Linked DNA regions of Sus scrofa: region 2 is linked to region 1. A link is a contact called in public targeted proximity ligation data. All regions are on one chromosome and are shown on one strand. The core of a region is the stretch at or near the end of the contact, and the rest is flanking DNA. Distances in the headings are between cores, read along the strand shown.

Region 1 (6,996 bases), core at 3,161-5,660:
TCAGCTAGATGATTTCACACTGGCGAAGAAAACATTTTGGCAAAGAATTATTTCAACCCAGAGGCGAAACACAGAATTCCAATTTTAGCTAGGCCATCTGTTATAACCTACATGAAAGTGCATTGGAAGTCAATCCCTCTACCAATTGCATTGTGATATTATCTATACTCATTGGACCTGTTAACATTAAGCCTCAAATTGAGCACCTGTAACTGCAGCACATCTTGCATTCCCTGAAGGAAAGAAGAGCACGAGAATCCTCGGAGGAGAAAGGTTCTGGTGGGGACTGGGTCTGGGACTACAGCCCACATGGTTTTCAAATCATTTGAAATAGTCATGGTTCTTCCCAGTTTTACATCATTGGGGGGGGGAAGAACCCTACAAAATCCTCCCTTTATAGGAGATATTTTCAGATTGAGATTTTAGATAACTCCAAGTTCTTTTACACAGAGGACAAGATACATATAAAACTGTCACTTTGATGAAGTCCTGGGGAAAAGTTAATACAATTTTATAATCCTATCTACTATCCCTTATCCGTTCTCCCCCAGAACCAATTATCTGCTCTAGTTAAATGGGAACCTTCACAGTGATTCTTTTGGCTAGGTTTTATACCATAAGGAAAGCAGGGTTTCTGGATATGACACACACAAAATCTTGGTGCTAGGAATTCTAAGGAACTGAAAGCAGAGATTATAAACAGAAGTCTGGGGCAAGAGCTTGTGGCAACCTCCTCTTCCTCATTCTTATGGTTTTCTAACTGATAAAAATTTCTTCTATAATTGCTCTTCAAAGAAAATTAGTTTGCCTCTGTGTAGACATCTCATTCTTTGTGTGTGTGTGTGTGTGTGTGTGTGTTTGTGTCTGTCTGTCTGTCTGTCTGTCTGCCATCTCTTGGGCCGCTCTCGTGGCATATGGAGGTTCCCAGGCTAGGAGTTGAATCGGAGCTGTAGCCACCAGCCTACACCACAGCCATAGCAATGCAGGATCCGAGCCGCGTCTGCGACCTGTGCCACAGCTCACGGCAACGACGACGGATCTTTAACCCACTGAGCAAGGCTGGGGATCGAACCCACAACCTCATGGTTCCTAGTCGGATTCATTAACCACTGTGCCACGACGGGAACTCCTAGACATCTCATTCTAATGAAAAACTCCTTGTCTATTCCAAAGCAGAATTTTGCTTGGACTCTGAGAGTGAAGTGTGGTGTTTATTCTCTTCTTTCCCCTTAGAACTCTGCTGCTAACCAGGAGCTTGTTCTTTCATAGCTGCTTCTTCTGCGAGACTCTTGGCCTTGATGTTCCCATGTACCACCAGTTTGACACCCTTCTATAAAACTCAAGATTCGATGCTCCTGGGGACCACTTCACATTGTCAGAGATCTGCCTTATTTTTGACATGTCTCAGGTAATGAATTTTCTCTGAACTCTTGGAATCTGCTTTTCTCAGGCTTCATGTGTATTTTATCCATGCCCCACAATCCCTTATTTGATAATCTAAACCTTGAGATAACCGCTTTTTCACAAGGATCCTGATGTATCACCTTAATAAATAGGTTCCTTCTTTCTGCTCAGAAATCAGGACAGGGTGGCCTTCAGAGCCGCTCAAGAGATTAAACTATGGAGCAGTGAAGTAAAAAGTACACCATATTCTTTCTAATTCTGTAATATCATGCCTTAGTCTTGGTTTTATAATCTACAGTAAGAAAACATCATCTATTTCTTCCATCTGGCTGGTAATTCTTTGGTCTTCTGCCACAATGATTTTCTATTCCTGTTTCTTTTGATTTGATGCTCACCAAATGTTTTTCATTGTGCTCTACCCTAAAATTCAATGTTATTCAACAAATACTTACTGTCTAGTGTGTGTAAAGTACTACTTTCTGGAAAAAAACAAAAAACAAAAAACCTCCATGTAGATATATCACTTCCCAACATACCTCTGACTTTTCACCACTTCACCTAGGTTCTCTTTTGAACCAGATATGCATCTCAATCTGCTCAAAGAAGAGAAGTGAATATACTTTTCTCTTCTTCTTTTTTTTTTTCTGTCTTTTTGTCTTTTGAGGGCCACACCTGCAGCATATGGAGGTTCCCAGGCTAGGGGTCTAACTGGAGCTGTAGCCGCCGGCCTACGCCAGAGCCACAGCAATGTGGGATCTGAGCCGTGTCTGCAAAGTACACCACAGCTCACGGCAGTGCTGAACCCACTGAGCAAGGCCAGGGACCGAACCCGCAACCTCATTGTTCCTAGTCGGATTCGTTTCTGCTGTGCCACGATGGGAACTCCACTTTTTTCTTTTTTTGTTAATCAGTTTTGCCTCTTAGGAAGCTCAGAAATTCTGACCAAAAAGGGATGGAATGTGTACCATCAATATGGCCACAATGCATGAGCAACTGCGTTATTTTTTTTTTAATTTGGGTATAAAATTATAAGGGTTGTCTACAATCAAAGCTTTCTTTAAATGTACTGACATATAACACATGTCATATATTATAAATGCAATTATAAATATATACACTTAATATATAATATAAATAATACATATTTTTATTGGCACACAGTTGATTTACAGTATTGTGCCACTTTCTGCTATATAGCAAAATGACCCAGGCATACATATATAATCATTCTTTTTCTCATCTCTTCCATCATGTTCTATCCCAAGAGACTGGATATAATTCTCTGTGCTATACAATAAGATTGCAGCATCCTTTCTGTGATACTGCTGCCAAAAATGCTTTACTTGAATCTAATCATGAGGAAACATCAGATAAACCCAAACTAGGAAATACTCTAAAAACTAATTGGCCCATAATCATCAAGAGTGTCAAGGTCATGAGAGTCGAGGAAAGACTGAGGAATACTCTTCCCAATTGAAGGCCACAACTAAATGCAACACACAATCTTGAATTGGTTCCTATAGTTATAAAAAACATTATTGGGACAAGAGGTAAAGTCAGTCCTAATTTAAACTTCTAAAAGTTTCTGAGAATTAGATGGAAGTAATAATGTACTGGTGTTAATTTCTTGATTTTGATGGATGTATTGTAGTTCTGCAGAAGAATATCCATGTTTGTAGGAATTACTTTCTTAAATATTTGTGAGTAAAGGGGCATCATGTTGGCAATTTAAGCCCAAATTGGAGGTGGTGGTGGAGTTATTTGTATTATTCTTGCAAAAAAAAAAAAAAAAGTAATATCTGATGTTGAATAAGTGACTCATTAAAGAGCCACATCATTGTTAATCAATGACATCTCTTAGAGGTACAGGATGTTAATAGCCATGCAATATGTTTTTGATCCTAGCCTATGGGCATGGTGATATCAAATAATCACCATTTACCAACATGGCTGGCCCCGTTGGTAGCCTACAAAACTGTCATTCCTTCTTCCCATTCTTTATTGCTAATAGAATCCAATTTCATTGAGATTTGGATATCTGGGTCCTTTCTACCTCCAGGAGGTGAATTTTTATTGATCTAAGCCAATCCTGGTTTAGGCATGAGCATGTGCTGTACATGGCTAAAAATACAAGATACATGAAAGCAGGTCTGCTGGGGTTGGGGTAGTGGTCCTTCAGGGAAAGATTTTCCTTACAAATAACTCAAGGAATGAAATGACTCTTCTTCTATTTAATGAGGCACACCTAGGTTATAGCAGTTGTCCTGCAATCAGGAGGAGATAAGCCTAAGTGATCTCGGAGAGACAGCAGTGAGTGATGGCTTGAAGTGAGATCTTAATTCTCTGCTCAGGAATTGAACCTGGGCAGGCCCAAGAAGCCTAGCCACTAGACAGGAGAGAGGCTGAAAGTAGAATTGCCCTGATTCTTGCTCCCTGTTGAAAGGAAGAATGTTTTAAGGAGGCGACGATTGTAAAAACAGGTATAAAGTTTATACCTGTACCGGTTTATACAGTATACCAGGTGGGAGAGCACACAGAGAAGTAGTCTGTTTATCTAAGGCAGAAGCAAAGTGGTAATACACACCCAACGGAGGCGCTCAGGTGAGGGGGTCCTCAGTGAGGAGTGTGCCAGAGAGGTGATTTAAATCACTTACATAGGACAGTTCTTCTGGGTCTTTGCTTTCCTTAGGCCAATTATCTTGTTTTGTTTCTCACACCTGACTGGACCCAGGGCCCTCTCTGATATGTGTGCACTTTGGGCAAGATGGGTTCCAGAGCAAAGTGTTCTGGGGTTATCGGGACTTAATATGGCTTGGGGTACCCTCCCTTTCTGACCCCTAGGAGTCTTTCTGTGCACGTGTAATTGGGGAGGTCTCCTTGATGCCAGAAGTGGATTGAAATGGTCATCTTATCTTTTTATTCCAGCAGAGCTCAGCTCCTGTCATTAACTTTCTCCTTGAGGTGTCACAGAGAAGCAAGGCCCAATTTACTCAGCCCAAGTCCCAGCTGTCCTCATTTTAAAATGGGCTTCTGCCAGGGACAATCTCCACACCAGAAACAACTCTCTGCCCAGACACAGAACTGCTGCAGATCTTCTGCGAGAAACATTGGTATTTCTCTAATTTAAGTAAATACATGGTAATGTTTTTCCCATTAAGCATCCACAGGTATTCAGAGAGACAAATACAGGTATTTAGGAATTATTTCAGATCGAAAGCTTTATAGAAAGAAAGGAATTTTCTTTTAAAAATAAAAATACATAAACACTTTTCTCTCCTTATGACTCTCACATCAAGGAGGCAAAATTGAAGAAAACAAATAACAACAAAACATTATCTAAAAAGCAGTACTGTTGGGACTTATGTAATGTGTGGTTTTAACAGTCTGCTTCCTTGAATTTGAATAATATTGCCATTTTAACCACCTTAAATTTTTGTACCTTTTCTATAGGTATTTTTTTTAATCTTCATTAATATAGCACTGTGGTTTGCAAAGATAAGAGCATTCTCTGCACATTTTGCTTTTCAAATATAAAGAATGATGATGCACATTTTTATGTTACTACCTGCCATAAATAAATATACCACTATCTTTTTGCTAAGCACGTTGCTGATTAATCACTATAGATTAAAATAATCCCAAATTGAAAGCAGTAGCTTTTTAAAGATTAAGAGAAATTGTATCTGTATGGCATTGTTGCTTTAACAGCTCAATTTGCAAATAAAAGAGCAATTATAATCATTTATCTCTAAAAAAGAAACAGATTTATAGAAATGTTTTCTTTCATGAAAACAGCACCACCATCTGGAATCCTATAGTTTGTGCAATGAAAAAATTAAATGACAAGGTTTTGTTGTTTTTCTTTTAGCTGGTAGAAATTTGTCTTTTCCTAAGAGGTTTTACAGGTGAAAATAAGGCAGAAATTGCATTTCTAAATAGCTTAATAACAAAACGTGATTTCTGCCTTATTTTCACCTGTAAAACCTCTCAGGAAAAGACAAATTTCTTCCCCACCACCAAAAAGGATCCGTACCATTTGTGTCCTACTGAAATCAACTAATTTTAATGGTATCAGACTCTCACATGATTTCTTTTACAGCTAATGTTATCATGCAATTACTATTACAACAGGAATTAATTTTATACTTCCTCCTGACTATATGTTTCCTCTGCAATAGAAAAGTATTTTTTTCTTTAAACTAATGTTAAAGAAGTTTAGTGTCCCAATTTCTTACTTTATTTTTTCAAGAATAGAGGTTAAAGGAGCATATGATGAAAAAAAAAATGGACCCAGTCCTCGAAAATTGAAAAATTTGTAAAGGAATTTTAAGCACTATGCAAATGTACAGAATTATTGTTATCATCACTACATAAATTTAAGGGACCATTAATAGTATGGCATTTATAGGTAAACACATGTGGATCAAATACATCTGTTTAATGGTTTTACTCAACACTATATAAAATTATGCAAGCTTTAAGTTCTTCAAAAATGAAAAACACTATATAATGTTGTTAAAAATTTCTGCTATTCTCATGAATGGAACAAAGCAATTGATTCAAGCGGCAAAAATCACATTCAACACTCTAAACAATCATTTTCTTGTATTGTTGTATTAGGATGTTTAATGAATGGCTTAATTGATTAAGCCTTAAAACTGAACACTCCAATGTTCCATTCATTTGCCAAAATCAGTCTCATCCTGTACTGAGCCATGTGCATCCTCTAAAATAGAGCCAAGAACAATTGTGTTTCCTGGAAAACAAAGGCAAAGATTCTCCAGCTATGTCAAATGAACACCACAGATAAACATGCTTTTATATCTATTTTTTCCCAATCTCACTCTTGCATTTCAGTTCTCTAGTCTGTGAATATGTTACCAATGAGTTCATTTGGTAACTCTTTCCTCCCTCACCACTGTCATTCTAAGGACACCTAACCTAGTGCCTAACAGTTACTGTTATATATACTGTTATACAATCCCGCTCTAAGTGTTCCATATGTAGTCATTCATTCTCATTACAACCCTATGAAGTAGGATTTTAAAAATGAGGAAGCTGAGACCCAGAGAAGTTAAGTAAATTTGCCCAAAGTCATATAGCTAAGGAGAGGTATACCATGGATTCCAACACAGGAAAGTCTGGTTTCCAACGCCCTGATTTTAACCACTCAAATGCTGCTTCTCAACCAGTGTATGACAGCTTCAGTGGTCTTTGGCTACCACTTTACAGTTTATTAATTTTAATCCAAGTTTATCTTATTTGGAATAAATGTCAAATCAATTTGTAAACCTTTTCCATACTTATTAGTATTTTTGTCTCTGCATGTTTAAATGATTCTCTGCAAAAGTCATTCAGTATGCAGTAACTATTTGAAAGTCAATTATGTAATTTCTAAAATATTATCTAACTAAAAAATCTAAGGTTCAATGAGCATTATGACACATATATATTTAGAACAATTCCACTGCTATAATTTTAATCTTACATATTTTCTCCCACATGTCCTTAAAGAAAAATGTATGAGGATGTTCATTTCACCATTGTAAAAGCAAAAGATTGGACATGATCTGAGTGGCCACCTATAGGGGA
Region 2 (6,996 bases), core at 2,462-4,961, 98 kb before region 1:
AAAAGAACTTACAAAACAACCTCAAAAGATTTAGCCTCAAAGATTTAGAAACCAAATTCATGGTTACCAAAGGGAAATGTGGGGCGGGAGGGATAACTTAGGGGGTTGGGATTGACACATACACACTCCCGTATGTAAGAGATAGGTAACAAGATCTACTGCATAGCACAGGGTAATCTATTCAATACCGTGTAATAACTTGTACGGGAAAACAATCTGAAAAAGAACAGATATACGTATGTGTATAACCAGTTCACTTTGCTGTACACCTGAAATGAACACAACTTTCTAAGTCAACTGTGGTCTAATTAATTTTTTTACTTTACTTTTTTGTCTTTTTTTTTCTTTGTCTTTTCTAGGGCCGCACCTTTGGCATATGGAGGTTCCCAGGCTAGGGGTCCAATCGGAGCTGTAGCCACTGGCCTACGCCAGAGCCACAGCAACTCGGGATCCGAGCTGTGTCTGCGACCTACACCACGGCTCACAGCAACGCTAGATCACGGAGCGAGGCCAGGGATCGATCCCGTAACCTCATGGTTCCTAGTCGGGTTCATTAACCACTGCGCCACGATGGGAACCCCAAAATTTATTTTTAAAAAATGGCCCGAGGGGAGTTCCCATGTGGCTTAGCAGGTTAGGTATCCAGAGTTGTCGCTGCAGTGGCCTGGGCTGCCACTGTGGTACAGGTTTGAGCCCTGGCCTGGGGAACTTCTGCATGCTCTGGGTGCAGTAAAAAGAAAAAGAAAAAAAGAAAAAAAAAAAAAAAGGCCTTGGGGCTTGCAAACCTATGACAGAGCAAACTGGCTCCCTGTGCTCTCTGGAAACAGGGCAGTGGTCCTCATATGAAGGTAGAGGGGTTGGTACCCATCCTGCCTCCTGGCCCTCCAAAGAGGGTTGTTTCAGCATAAAAGGAACATTTTTAGAGCTGGCTTTGAAGTCAGCTCCGGATGCAAGACCTAGATCTGCCAATTATTGCTGAGTGGACGCGGAATAAACTCCCGAGCCTGTGAATCAGGGATTAGGACGGTCTGCACCTCTTAGGAATGATGGGAGAATTAAATGAGGGACCATCTGTAAGGTGCTTATCCTGTTGTTTGTCTCTCGGGGAAGCACACAGTGAGCAGCAGCAGCATCACTGTGACACCCCTTGCCCCCATTCGAGACCACAGCAACTGGGTTTAAGCGCCGAGCTACTGAAAGGACCTCTGAAAGTTTCCCCACAAATAGCCTGAAGGGTAAGTCTCACTGAAGTGATGGGGTACTTGTCCTGAACCCCACCCCCACTTTCCTCCCCATCAACAGTCCCTACAGCAGCCGGCATCTCCACTTCAGCCTCAGTGTTGATGTCTACACTCCAGTTCCAGTTGTCAACTAACATTCAGATAAGGGGTGAAGTTCTTTCCACACTCTTTGAGGCCTGAGAGTGGCTAGTTGCAAATGGCTGTAGCATCCCAGATAAGCCTGAGTGCGGACTTTGAATTCAGACCTGAACAGGAATCACTTTTCTCACATCCTCTTTCACCACTTATTGTCTTAAGTGAACATGTCCAACACAGTCTCTTCAAACCTGCTTTCTTGTTTATACAAACAAGGTAACACTTGAGTAGCTGGAAGGATGAAATGTGATAATATTTACATATAAAGTGCTTAACGCAGTAGCTGGCAAGGACTGAAGTCCCATTCATCACCACTGAATCCAATTTGAAAAATGCTCCTCAGCTGCAGTCTTGGGTGCACAGAAATGAACAAATAAGTTAAAATTGTCATCAAAAGAGAAGCTTGAGATCAGCTACACATGCTGTATCTGGCAGATACACATTCTGCTCAATAAGGTAAACATCTCGACAGGCTTACGGAGTGATGCTTGCCCTCTACCTACTTAGCCTATTCAGATCTCTTACCTTATTCATAGTAAGAATGATCTCTTCCCCGCAAGGTGCACACTACTTAAAAATGGGTAATTTCTTTCTAAATTAACTTCCTCTAGGAAGGAAGGGGAGAAGAACCAACTTTTTTTTGGTGACTTGTAGAATATTGGTATGATGTGGTAGCACTAACCCTCTTTTTTTTTTTTTTTTTTTTTTTTTTAAACAAATTGGGAAACAGGACTAAGGACAAAAGCGAAGCAGGTGAGAGAAGCAGTGTCAGGCAGAATTCATCGCAGGTCTGTGGGGGCGAGGCTGTCCACCACCTTCCTCCTACTATTTGCCCTGCCTTTCAGTTTCTTGGGTTTATTCAAGAGCGGGCCTTCTGAAGGTGGTTCTCAGACATTCCCCGTTGAACTAATGAAGACCATTTAATGCCATCCGAGGCAATGAGGATTTTAGTCAGCTGTGAGGAGTGTGGTTGTCCTCTCGTTTTTCCAGCGATGATTAAAAAAACCATAGTCCCTCCATGGCACAGACTACTCGGTCTGCCCGCTTGAAATTCTCCAGGTAGGTTAATTTTTGAATGATGATTCACCTTCCCTTTCCTGTTTTGATGGAACACGGAGACGGAACCATTCCCGTCAATAAAAGGCTCGAGTTTCCACCCCGCAAATTCGCGCGGTGCTGACAGTCTAATTGGCTGGCGCGCAGGTGGGATTTCCTGTCGCCATTTTAAGGAAACACACGTCCCTGCAAGGAAGTGTCCAGTCAGTGCAAAGGAGCTGTGCCTGGAACAAAGAGAGAGCAAAAGAAAGGGAAACGGGCCCAGCTGTCCCAGTCTCCTCCAACCTGCTCTCTCGCCCCACGCTGACCCCCGATTTCGAGCGCCCGGTTCCGTGAACCCAGACGCGCCGGGCCCCAGGGCCGGGATTACGTGGGGTCTCCCCGCGGGCCGAAGCCCACCTGCAGTCCAGCAAAATCACCAATCCCCCAAAGAAAGTCCCCCAGCACAGAGCTCCGGGAGGGCTGGCGAGGTATCCGGAAGAGGGGAGGCGCCTCCGTCGGCGGGTTACGCACAAAGGGTGTCCAGGGGTGCTGGCGCGCCCCGGGGCTCTGGCCACTTCGCCCCCACCCCCGGCAACCCCGGTATTTTGTTGCAGTCCCGGGAGCCGACACGCCGTTCCCTCGCTGCCCGTGACTCGCGGGGCTACGCGCGGACCCACCACTCCGGCCGCCATCCTCTCCCAGCTCCCTTCCCACAATGCAACTCCCGCGCTAGCGCGTCCCCGCTCGGCCCTGGCGTATCCCAAACGCGCCCCTCGCCCCCAAGCCACCAGCCCTCCTGGCCTCCTTCCGAACCCCCTCAGCAACCCCCATCTCCATCCCCGAGGGCTCCGGGTCTCCAGCCGCCGCCGCGACTGGGTTCTGGCTTGCTGCCCGGCCCCAGGAGGGCGTGGGGCAGGTGTCCAGGCTGCGCGCAGCCTCCGCTCCCGGTGCCACCGCCGGCGCGCCCAGCACACGCGCGTTCGCAACCCCTGCCTGCCTCTTGCGATGATGCTCAGTCTCCGCCAGCTGCGGTCGCTGCATCCTCGGCGGGCTGCGACCGGGAGGCTCCAAGGGGCGGCCGCCGGCGGGGTCACCATGTGACGGGCACCGCTCAGAGACACGCAGCTTCGGTTAAAGAGCGGGCGCGCAAGAGCAGAGGCGACGGCTCACGGGACGAGGAGGAATAGCCTGACTTTCCCCGCTAAACCATCACGAGCCATGGTTGCGCCAGGGCGACGCGCCCCCTGTAGGAGAATGACTGCGACTCGGGACCCTCAGCGGTCGAGCGTGTGGATGTAAGTGTGAGGCTGGCGAACACTGTGTGGATGGGGATTGGTCGTGGGGGAGCTTCTGATGCAATCGGCCCCAAAAGGAGGAGGAGAGAGCCAAGAGAGCGCAGGCTGGGGCAGCCACACCGCTCCTCCTGAAGGTCGCCGCCCTTCACCTTCCTCCCGCCACGCCACGCCGAGCCTCCCCGCCCAACTCTAGCTGACGGAGGCCACCTTTTCCCCGTCGAAGCAGCCAGACCTTGACACAAAGGACATCGCTCGCCGGGGGAAAAGCCCGGAAGGGCGGATATCTTGACGTCTCCCTTCGCCACTTTTCCCTTTATTATCCCAGGTAAGGCGATTTTCCACTCCCCGGGAGAGCTGAGGGAGTGGCGGCGGGGAGGGGAAGGGATGTTTTAGATGTGAGAGGAGACGGTAACGCAGAAGTCATCCATGCGGCGTGAAAGGAAGGAGTGCGCGGCTGTGCGGGATGCGTTGGGATTTTTGCCTTTAAGAAAAGTCCAGAACTCCGGTTCTTCTGACTGCCCGCAGCAGAGTAAGGAGGCGCCGGAGCCCGATTTCACCTTTGAGTGGGCTGTGGCTTACTTCTGGGGTCTTGTTTTCAGAGTGGCAGATTGTGGCACCAGATTTGGTTAAATTATATGAGGATCAGGGACCACGCGGGGGGAGAGCGCAGCCGACATGAGGGCGAGACTGCGTACCCGAGGAGTGTATGAATGCCGGGCATTTGCGGGGAATTTCCTGTGTCTGCAGGGCCCTAAGGAGGACATGTGATGTTTCCGGGGGGTTGCGTGCGGCCGGCTGGGTCTTAGGGACTGGCTGCTGGCCTGGGGAGCGGAGGCGCGGAGCGGGAGTAAACAGGAGCACGCGTGCCGGCCCTTCTCGAGCTCTGCCCGGCTCTCAGTAACCGAGAGGAGTGGGAGGATGCGGGGCGGGGAGCATTACTAAAGGATGCTGGCAGTGACTCACTGCCCTTTCCCGCCCCGAAGAGGTTCTTTCCCAAACAAAGAAGGGGAGAAAAGGAGAATTGCGGTTTTCTGAGAGCTGGGATCTGCTGGAGCTGACGAACAAAAGGCCACCGCTTGCACGGGGGCCGGGGCTCGGAGGATCCTCGTCTCCATTCCCACCTCCTCTCCCAAGACCTGCATCTCGCTCAGGTCCCTAAAGGTGGCCACAAAAGGCCTTTAACCTCGCCGCCAGCAGTGCTGGAAGGAAAACGCTCCTTCGCACTAGTGCGCGTCCCCACCGCGGCAATCCGCTTCCCGGAGCATCGGGAGCCTCAGCATCCACTGGGACCCCCAGGTTACGGGGCTGCCTGGGCGTCGCTTCCCTGCGGAACCGCCCGGCCCAGGGCTTGGGCTGAACCGTAGACAGTGAAGAAGGCACAAGTAAGTACATATGGCGGCAAAAAGAATTTCGCGGTAAGAGCGTCACGGCGCTTCTGGTGCCTTTCACAGGCTGTCTTCGGCTTGGGAAGGTGGTGCTACAATCTAGAGTCCTTTGTGTCGCCCTCTGCGGCGCGGACCCAGTTTTCATAGCGCTGGTTCTCCGGTGAAAATCTAACTGCCACCAGGATCGTATACTATCGCAGTCGAATCCCTGGGATGTGTGTAGTAGAGGGGAAAAGACCCCAGCGAGAGGAAACGTTATGTATTTGCATTTGGGAAGGGATCTGGCATCTCTGCCGTGGGTTTAAAATTTTTTAACGTAGAGGGGAGGAGAGACTAAATCTATGGTTTGCAGACTGCAAGGCCCAGCAAGCCTGTAATTTGTCACCTTGATAGAAGAAACTGTGCAGCAACTCGTGCTTTTTCTGACGTCAGAAGGACAACGGAAATAAAACCTGAGCTAGGTGGCTGGCTGGCCTCATTGTAAAACGTCTCTGGCGGGGTGGGTATGCCTGGAATCCATGCAGAACGGCCAAAATGGGGCTCTATCTGATCCATGGAGGGCCTCCTGGAATTTGGTTTGAACCCCAACCTCAAAATGTTTTTTTTTTTTTTCCTCCGCAGTTCTCACTATATCGCCTTGTAAAACTCACTTAGTTTGGCTTGAGGTATTAAACTTGAGGTTTATTCACTCCCCCCACCCCAAAGTATTCAGTAAGTGTTTCCTACTGAAGGTTTATGTGGCACCCATAGCAACTAAGATCAAGTTCCTGTTTCTGTGAGACTTCCATTCTCCTGGGGAAAACAGACAATAAATGCACCTAGAAATTAATTTTGAAGATTTGGTCCTGCAGTGAAGAAATAAAACAAGATCATGTGATGGGGTAGGATGCTTGAGATAGATGACCCTCTAGGAGGGCCTGGGGGACAGGGCATACTTGTCCTGAAACTAGGAGGCCAGGTCTTTTCCTCCCTCTGGGTGCGATGTGAGGGCAAAAACCAGTCTTAGTCACTGTTGTTCCCCTAATGCCCAGCCCAGAGTAGCTGCTTAATAAATGCCCGTTGGACTGAGATCTTGGCCAAAACATCCTGTTCACCTCTTTCTGTTACTGTTGACCACCTCTTTCTTTCTATATGTCATTATTTGTTCCCCTGCTAAGTTGAAACATCAGAGTCTTTTTCTACTCTGCTTCTCCTTCTCTCTTCTCTCCACTTTTGGCCCCTGCACAAACCTGTCTTCTCAGCTTCTCCCCACTGCCCAGGTTCAGGTCTCTGACACCTGACCTGGACAGGGCAAGTGGCAGCAGTGGGTCAGAATAGAAGAACCATGAACTAGATATGTAGGTGCCTTGAAGAAACCAGCCCTCCAGGGAGTGGATGCAAGCACAGTGCATGGCAAAGGAGGTGCGATGGGCTTCTAGTGGGTCTCCTCCACTCCAAGCTCTGCTTCCCTAATTCAGTCTTGACCCTTCCATGTGATCTATATTTTTGAAACTCATTTTAAAATGACCTTGCTTCTAAAAACCTTCAGTGTGTTTCCACTGCCTGTAATTGAAATTTTAGTCCCTGAGCCGGACACGCAGGACCCTCTACAATCTGCTCCTTACCTCTTCCCACCTCTTTCTCCCTGTTCACCCCATGCCCTCCCTGTCACTCATCTCCCTCCATAGTGATGTTGATTGCAAACTGGAAGGCCTACTGAAGTGCTATTTGTGAAGGCTTAGCCCAAATGCCACTTCTCTACCTCTTCACATAAGTGTTCACCGATCACCTTGGGAGAGTAAGGCCATATACTTTGTATCAAATGTAAATGCCAGGTCTCAACTTACCAGCCCCGGGGACCTTGGGCAAGTTGTTCAGCATCTCTGAGCCTCAGGGTTTTTTTTTTTTTTCCCATTCTCATTT

What was found.
Region 2: a contact with region 1 is called in a targeted proximity ligation map of skeletal muscle. A contact is called at or near these places in 1 of 5 promoter capture datasets (fetal skeletal muscle), 5 of 47 Hi-C or Micro-C datasets (embryonic fibroblasts, fibroblasts, heart right ventricle and 1 more) and 1 of 2 datasets of targeted methods (skeletal muscle).

The regions. Positions count from the first base shown.
Region 1 is chr5:76,976,170-76,983,165 of Sscrofa11.1, reverse strand. The region is part of intron 2 of LOC106510388 (a long non-coding RNA gene); the gene reads right to left. Among named protein-coding and RNA genes, the nearest start is that of SLC38A1, 97 kb to the left of the region's middle.
Region 2 is chr5:77,073,438-77,080,433 of Sscrofa11.1, reverse strand. LOC110260812 reads right to left here and starts at 3,711. Exons shown (of 1, transcript XM_021092993.1): 1 at 2,058-3,711. The coding sequence starts at 3,511. The coding sequence ends at 2,561. It overlaps SLC38A1 (sodium-coupled neutral amino acid transporter 1), which reads left to right and starts at 3,711. Exons shown (of 18, transcript XM_003355629.4): 1 at 3,711-4,034.